Regions from separate parts of the Mus musculus genome. Here region 1 is linked to region 2. The links are chromatin contacts, called in public HiChIP or PLAC-seq maps. All regions are on one chromosome and are shown on one strand. Each heading gives the region's core, a stretch centred on a gene start, on an enhancer-like site or on the middle of the called end of the contact. The rest is flanking DNA. Distances are from core to core; before and after follow the strand shown. Region 1 overlaps Frmd4a (FERM domain containing 4A). Region 2 holds the start of Acbd7 (acyl-Coenzyme A binding domain containing 7).

Region 1 (3,312 bases), core at 364-2,863, 1.1 Mb before region 2:
GGTGTCTGTAGAGGCCAGATCATCCCCATCTGAGGCCAGCTGCAGTTACTGATGGTTGTCAGTCCCCCTCTGTGGGTGCTGGGAACCAAGCTTAGTTCCTTTGGAAGAACAGCAAACACTCTTAACTGCTGAGCTACTTCTCCAGTCCCCAACCATATTTCTTGAGCTAAGGTTTCTCACTGCCAAACAGGTTAAGTTGGAGAGACAGTGAGCCCAAGAGGTCAGTTTGTCTCTGAGGAGGTGATATGAACATATATTTTGTAGGCTTATAGATACAGCCTAAGAAAATCAAATCAGTACTTTATTCTATGATAGACTACTGCAAATCTTTGTCTAAAAAGGAGTGTGCAGAATTAAAATGAGTTAAAATTTTATTTAAGTATGCTGGCTTCTGCCAACCTGTTCACATTCTGTATCCAGGGAAGGCAAAAACTTGCCAGAGTACCGTAAGGTTCTACAGCAGATCCTGTTTGCTAAGAAATCATTATTGCTGTTAGGTTTTATGTGTTTGTTTTTGTTTTTGAGACAGGGTCTCTCTAGGTAGCTGGGCTGTCCTGGAACGCTGTAGGATCCTCCCACTGCTGCCCCCTGAGATTAAAGCCCTGAGACTTTGTTAGCCCTGTGCCACTCACTGTGCCTAACAAAACAGGATACTTTTTTATTGTCATTTCAAATGTTTGTATGCTTTTAATGCTAGCTTCAAAATGTCTACCTGTAAAATGTTCATGTCTGCAATTTGTTTCTGTGCACATGCCTAGCTTGACAGAAATTCCTTTTGGTAGGCATGGGACTCAGAGACTGTCCTCTGGTGGCCACACTGTCACCTGAGCTCAGCTGAGCTGTAAAAGTTGTAAGAAATTGTGGAGGACTGCCAGGCCTTCCCAGAGCATTAGCCTGGGCTCCTGCCCACTCCTAAACAAAGAACAGCTTTCCTGTCTGAGCTCATGGCTGATTCTTTGCTGGCTGGAATTTCTAATACACTTCCCTATGTTGGGATTACATGTGTCATGGACCAAATTTGGCTTTTATTTTTAAACTTAAATTCTGGGGATTGAAGTCAGAGCCCCAGGCTTACGTGTGGACATCTTGCAAACTCACAGATCTCCAAGATCAACCATAGCCAAGGTCGCCTAAGGTGGCTTTCCTACTGACCAACACAGAAGCTGCCTATTCTTGCTTCCATCCTACCTCAATGGCCCCACCTCATTCCTGGGGGCTGGGCTTGACTGTACTGGCCTTGCCAGCCAGTAACCTCACCTGGGCATTTGAGCATGCACAGGGGTGTGCGGGCATAGATACAGACAGAGGAGATTTCGGGAACATCTGTCTAAAGGAGGTTATTGTTTTGTTTTGTTTCCTGGTGCGGGGGGGGGGGGGGGGAGGGGGGGAAGCAGAGTGTGAAGAACGTGGGCAGACAGGGAAAGTACGAGCAGGCTCTCAGAGATGGTTAGTTCTTGTTCCCAGAAAACACTGAGAGGAGGAACTGTGGGAAGCTGTGGGGGCAGGTGTCTAGGCATATCCAGTAGGGGAAAGGCGAAGATGCAGGAGTCCTGTAAAGACCCAAGCTGGCATCTGGTTAATAGACTTCCAGCCTGGCCCCACTCATTTTAGTTCTTTGTGTGGAGGAACTACTGACATCTCTTAGACATTTGTCATCCAGTTACAGTGGAACCAAGGACCACACATGCCTAGGGAAGTGCTTCACCCCTCACTGCACCCCCAGTCCTTAGCTTAGATATCCTTATCTAAGAATTTGGGCCAATCTTCACTGAACTCTTTGGTAACAGTATAGTAAGAGATTGAAACATCATCCATGGAGCCTATGCCTTCCTTTATTATATAACATGATGGTACCCAGCAAACTGGAAGGTTGCTGAAAACAAACATTTCACCTCAGATGGGCGATAGGAACTCTGATGCTGTCTTCTATTTCAGCTTAGAGTGTGAACTCGCCCAGATCATCTCTCACTCTGAATTTATCATCAAGTCCACTTCCTGTTATTGTTACTTCAACACTGGAGAGCAACATTTACTTTCCAGAAGTTTTCATTTAACCTTAATAAAGACTAAACCCACACAGATCTACTCTTTAAAAAAAATAAACATTTTAGACATTCATCTGAACACAAATCTGCTTGGTTAAAGAACATTACCTAATAATTTCATAATATTAGCATCTATCTAATTATATCCTTTGGCCACTCCAGGCATGATCACCGGCTTTTGAAATTCAGATGGTGAACTTGGACTGACCCTGTAGCCCCCATGGGACCCAAGTGGCCTGCAGCCTGATTTTGCTGTGCACAGCAGAGAGAGGGTAATTTGACATCCTGCTCTTTTGTTTGGGGTCTGTGGGCTCTGGACAGCACTTACGTCTCATCTGTGAATGCTATTCCAAAGTACTCCTTCTCCTTCAGGTTGAAATGAGAGGCCACGAGGTCAAGAAGCTCCTTGGCCAAAAGCTTGGGCTGGAAGAAGAACACAGAAGGGAAGATTAACTCACGAGAGACTTTTGCTAAGTCACGTCATCATCTTGGGTCTCTAGCATGTTCTCAGTGAAATGCCTGAGAACTCAGGCACACTGCAGAAACACAAATGACTTTTGTAAAATCCAAAGAGAGGCTTGGATGTGGTTCAGTTGGAAGGAAGGTTCTTGCCTGGCACGCACAAAGCCCTGTGTTTAATCATCCAAGCAGCATAAAACTGGTTGTCATGGTGCATGAGTACTTCATGGGGTTCCACGAGAAATAGAGGCAGGAGGAGCAGGAGTTCATGATTATCTTCTGCTGCATAGCAAGTTTGAGGCTATCCTGGGCTACATGAGGTACACAGAGAGATGAAGCCAAGAGTGAGGGAGGAAGAGAGAGAATAGAGAAGGAGAAAGACCAAAAGAAACAGACCATTAGGATGCTGCTGTATAAAACAGCCAAGTGGGAAGTCTTGGCAGCAACTGGAGGCTCAGTAAGATTGGTTCTGTCAACAAATGACATTTTTGCTCTTTAGTGGGTCTGTCCAGCCTGGTGTCTTTCCTTCCCTACCTTATACTGCTCTGACAGGAAGAGTTCTTGGTCTATTTAGCAAACACAGGCAGACCCCTTCCTATTCTTGGAATAAGGTTACTTTCTGATCTACCCAGTGTAATTGGAAAATGTTAAGCCCAAATTTATTGAATATGAATACCAGAGTTTAGCAACACATGGCTACAGGTATGAGCTCAAGGGTACCCTGAATGCAGCCCATGACAAAATGGCAAACTTACTTAAGATCATGAGCTACATTGAAAGGTTAAACACACCCTCCCCAGTGTGGCTG
Region 2 (3,686 bases), core at 170-2,669:
TCTCATGTAGCACACTGCTTTGAGTCTGCCACCTAGCTAAGGATGGCCTAGGACTCCTGATTCTCCTGTCTCCGAGTCCTGAGTGCTGGGATGACAGGTGTGTACTGTCACTCCTGACTTGAACTAACACTCCCACATCTAGAATATAATGCATGTTTTGTTATATTACTACATTGGTAAGAATTTCAAATTGAAATAATACACATATGTTTTAAGAACTTTTCATTTGTAACAATTTATTCTTTAAGCATAAACAAAGTGACTTAAACTTTCAGTGACTGCAATTCCAGTTTTCTTTGATCATACTGATGCTGATATCTAGCAAGTATATATTTTTTAAAACTAGAATCTTATTTTATCGAAATGAAAGAACATTTTCATTACAGCAATAATAGATTTAATACATTCAACACTGATAGTAATAGAAACCCACACCCTGTATCAATTTTAATTATTGAACTAAGGCTAGCCTTCAATGCTGCCCTATTGTCAGGGTGGCATTCATATGCCTTAGCTCATTGTCCCTTCGTGATATTCTTTAACTTTTAAATCCTAAAGATTCCCTTCTCCAATGCTGCTTTAAATGCTGCCCATGGAGGTAGCTCATTTAACTGCCTCTCTCCTCTTTTATTTGCTCTATGTTTATTACGGCATATATGCGGGTGCACATGTACCATGGCATGCATTTGGAGGTCAGGGAACAATTGCAAGGGACACTTCTCTCTCTCTACCATGTGCATTCTGAAGGTTCTGATCTCCAGGCTTGCCAGCAGATAGAACTCGTGCGCGCGCACACCTTTCATTATACACACATAGAAAGAGGGCATTTATATATAAAAGCAACCTATATGTGTTTATCTGAGAAAAGGGCTTCCTGGTTTTTAATTCCTATTTATTCTCTTTTCACTCTTATCAATAAAACAGTAAAGTCAGAGCTTTATAATCTAGCCCTGTTATTCAACAAAACACATCTATGAAAATCTCCCGAGGTCCCCAAGAGCAAGGGGATGTGGAGACCCCAATGGATGTCACTTGCTTCCTGGAGTTGTTAAGAGAGAGAGGTGAAGAAGCCCCCGCCCCCAGGAGCTTGTCAATTCTTCAGATCTGGGTAATTTTCCCAGAGGGCCAAACAGGTTGCTATAGAGATCCTGGGTCCTTGTCAACAGATGGTGAAGTACAATATATTGTGAAATATACTGCCCCACACTGCTTAGGCAGGTGTGGGAGTCACTGCAGGGTCGCAGCAGCAGAAGGCTCCTGGGGGTTACCTGCCCCTGTCCTGTCCCAGGGCTACCACACCTCCTCTCGCCCCATCAGAGCGCTTCGGATAATTGCTTTGGCATGGCCTTCCCAGATCTGGCTTACCTGCAAGGACATAATGATGAGACACGGAATGCTGTGACTCTCCCAGCTCAGAGTGAGAGTCCCCGGGGAGCGGGCTCCGCTGCTTAAAGAGCAGTGCTCCTCCTCCGGTCTCTCCTATTGGTTGCTCTCTGGGCATGGAGGACTAATTGGCCACAGGAGCGGGAGGGAGTGTCTGGGAGGTAACTCAGCCCAGTGTCTCGGAGCTCATTTAATCTCCTCTCTCTTCTTTTACTAAGGCGAACTTGCAGGTGCACGCATGCCTCCGCTGCCTCTCCTCAGTTGAGACTGTGGCTGTTTCCTTCCCTTTTCCTTGCCTCTCCATTCTACCTCTGGGTGTAGCGGTGTTAACTATAGCACTGTATGTGCTGAAGTTCTTCAGAGTTGTTCCTTAACCCAGAGAGAATACACATAACACCTGTCACCTGACCTCAGGGATGGCCGATAGCGTCTCTCGGGAATTCGAGACATGGTGTTGGTTTTGTGCTTACATGACTATACACAAATGTTCTGAACCTTACCAGGCGCCTTTTCTCCTTACTGATCTGATCTATGGAAGGGTGGCACTGCTACCCACTGTTGCCTGGGGTGGCCCGAGTGCTCAAGACACCTCCCATTCATATTGCTGCCCTGGACACAGATGTGGCTATAGACACTCCAATGGCACAGACTCGAAGCCTGTGCTTTGACTTGGTATCTCGTTACTAAAGTCCATTCCCAGTTAAGTGACTTTTAAATGTTGGACTGATTGTAGACATGCAGGAAAGGCCATAATGAAGTGGATATTTTGGACAATTACTATACACTAATTAAAAAACTAAAAATAATCGTTATTAACAGTATGTTTGTAGACTCCACAAAACCACAATAGCATACAATGCTGGGCAAAGCTCAGAATTCCATGCAAGCAAGAAGAATCTAGTGTTCAATTCTTGAACATTTTGTTGACAGACTGTATTGTCAGCTCTAATGCTACGATTTCTGACTCAGACTCTTAAGCTAATGTTATATTGTTGTATCCTTTAAATCCAGCAGTTCAAGAATTAAGACAAAAAGAATACTTTCATAAACCTTCTAAGTTATTAAAATATTTTGAGATATTTATAAAATTAACTATGATCATAAATGGTACATTTATAAACTGTTTATTCACAAACATAACTTATTTACAATGTAAAATAAAAGCTATCATTGAAAAGTAAATTGACCATTTAGTGTATATATAGACTACCAAATGCATAGTAATTTAGGGAACTATGGGAAGCATATATTTGTTAAAAAAAAAAACCTGAACATAAACTGATTAAACATAATCATAAACATAAATTGATGTAAATAAAAATAAAATAAATAAATAAATAATAAAATAAAAATAATAAAATAAAAATAATAAAATAAAAATTAAAAACTGAATTGATGTAAAATAAGAGCTATAATTGAAAAGTAAATTGACCATTTGGTTTGGTGTGTGTGTGTATATATATATATATATATATATATATATATACATACATATACACATATACTACTTAGGAAACTACAGGAAGCATATGTTTGCAGAAAAAAATATGAACATAAACTAAAGTTGTGCTACACAAATGGAAAGAAATTACCTTTGAGATATATTCTTTTGGGTAAAATCCTTGTGGAAAGATTGCTAAATTCTCAAATAGAAAACAAGGCCCAAAATAGTAGCGGCTATATATAATTTGTATTAACTTAATTCTGCCACAGCTGTCACTGGGTCATAGTGGTTCCATTTGTCAGACATGTACCATGTGGCAGGCACTGTGGTAAGCATCTTACACAGAATATTCTTCTAATCCTCAGAATAGGCACTATTTTTATCATTTCATAGTTGGCTAATTAACTTGCCTGAGGTGTAGGGACACTAGTTAGTGGGAAGGCTAGGGTGTCAACATAGCAGCCTGGCGGCAGAGGCTTGTAATGTAAGAGCTGGAACTTTGGTGGGACAACACTCATAGCCATTACCTTTTTACTTCTTTATCTTGCCCCTCTTTCTGCCTTTTTTTATTTTTATTTATTTATTTATTTATTTATTTATTTATTTTTCTGTTATGGTGTGTGCAAGTTCTGGCCCCGAAGGCCCAGTCTGCAGCCTCCTGTCTCAGTCTTCCACGAGCCAGGATTTTATGTGAACCTTTAGTATTTCAATTCTACCATCGCGATTTGTCTTTAGCGCTACATGACTGCGGGTAATAGTAAAGGACGTCTTATATGGCACAGTCAAAACTCGACCGAACTTAATCTAGTTCATCTACTTGTGATAGAAACCACAGCACGCTTTTCCTGTAAAAACTTCA

Evidence for each region. HiChIP or PLAC-seq counts read pairs in DNA pulled down with a chosen protein or histone mark.
Region 1: an H3K4me3 HiChIP or PLAC-seq map of stem cell-derived neural progenitor cells shows a contact between it and region 2, with 4 times the contacts expected there. The contact joins the enhancer-like site here to the promoter of Acbd7 in region 2. A contact is called at or near these places in 3 of 39 promoter capture datasets (embryonic stem cells, hippocampal neurons and pre-B cells), 7 of 484 Hi-C or Micro-C datasets (the G1E-ER4 cell line, Th1 cells, cerebellar granule neurons and 4 more), 5 of 115 datasets of contacts at active chromatin or transcription factors (the 230-238 cell line, embryonic stem cells, epiblast stem cells and 2 more) and 1 of 9 other capture datasets (embryonic stem cells).

The regions. Positions count from the first base shown.
Region 1 is chr2:4,472,277-4,475,588 of GRCm38.p6, reverse strand. Frmd4a (FERM domain containing 4A) reads right to left here. Exons shown (of 23, transcript NM_172475.3): 3 at 2,374-2,468. Gm39751 (a long non-coding RNA gene) reads left to right here. Exons shown (of 5, transcript XR_865941.3): 5 at 2,208-3,312. Among named protein-coding and RNA genes, the nearest start is that of Gm39751, 40 kb to the left of the region's middle. Within about 2 kb of position 1,613, at least 35 of the 459 cell types and tissues checked have an H3K27ac peak or open chromatin away from gene starts, as enhancers often do. A contact at or near this core is called in stem cell-derived neural progenitor cells, where this site is marked.
Region 2 is chr2:3,333,901-3,337,586 of GRCm38.p6, reverse strand. Acbd7 (acyl-Coenzyme A binding domain containing 7) reads right to left here and starts at 1,419. Exons shown (of 4, transcript NM_030063.2): 1 at 1,366-1,419. The coding sequence starts at 1,377.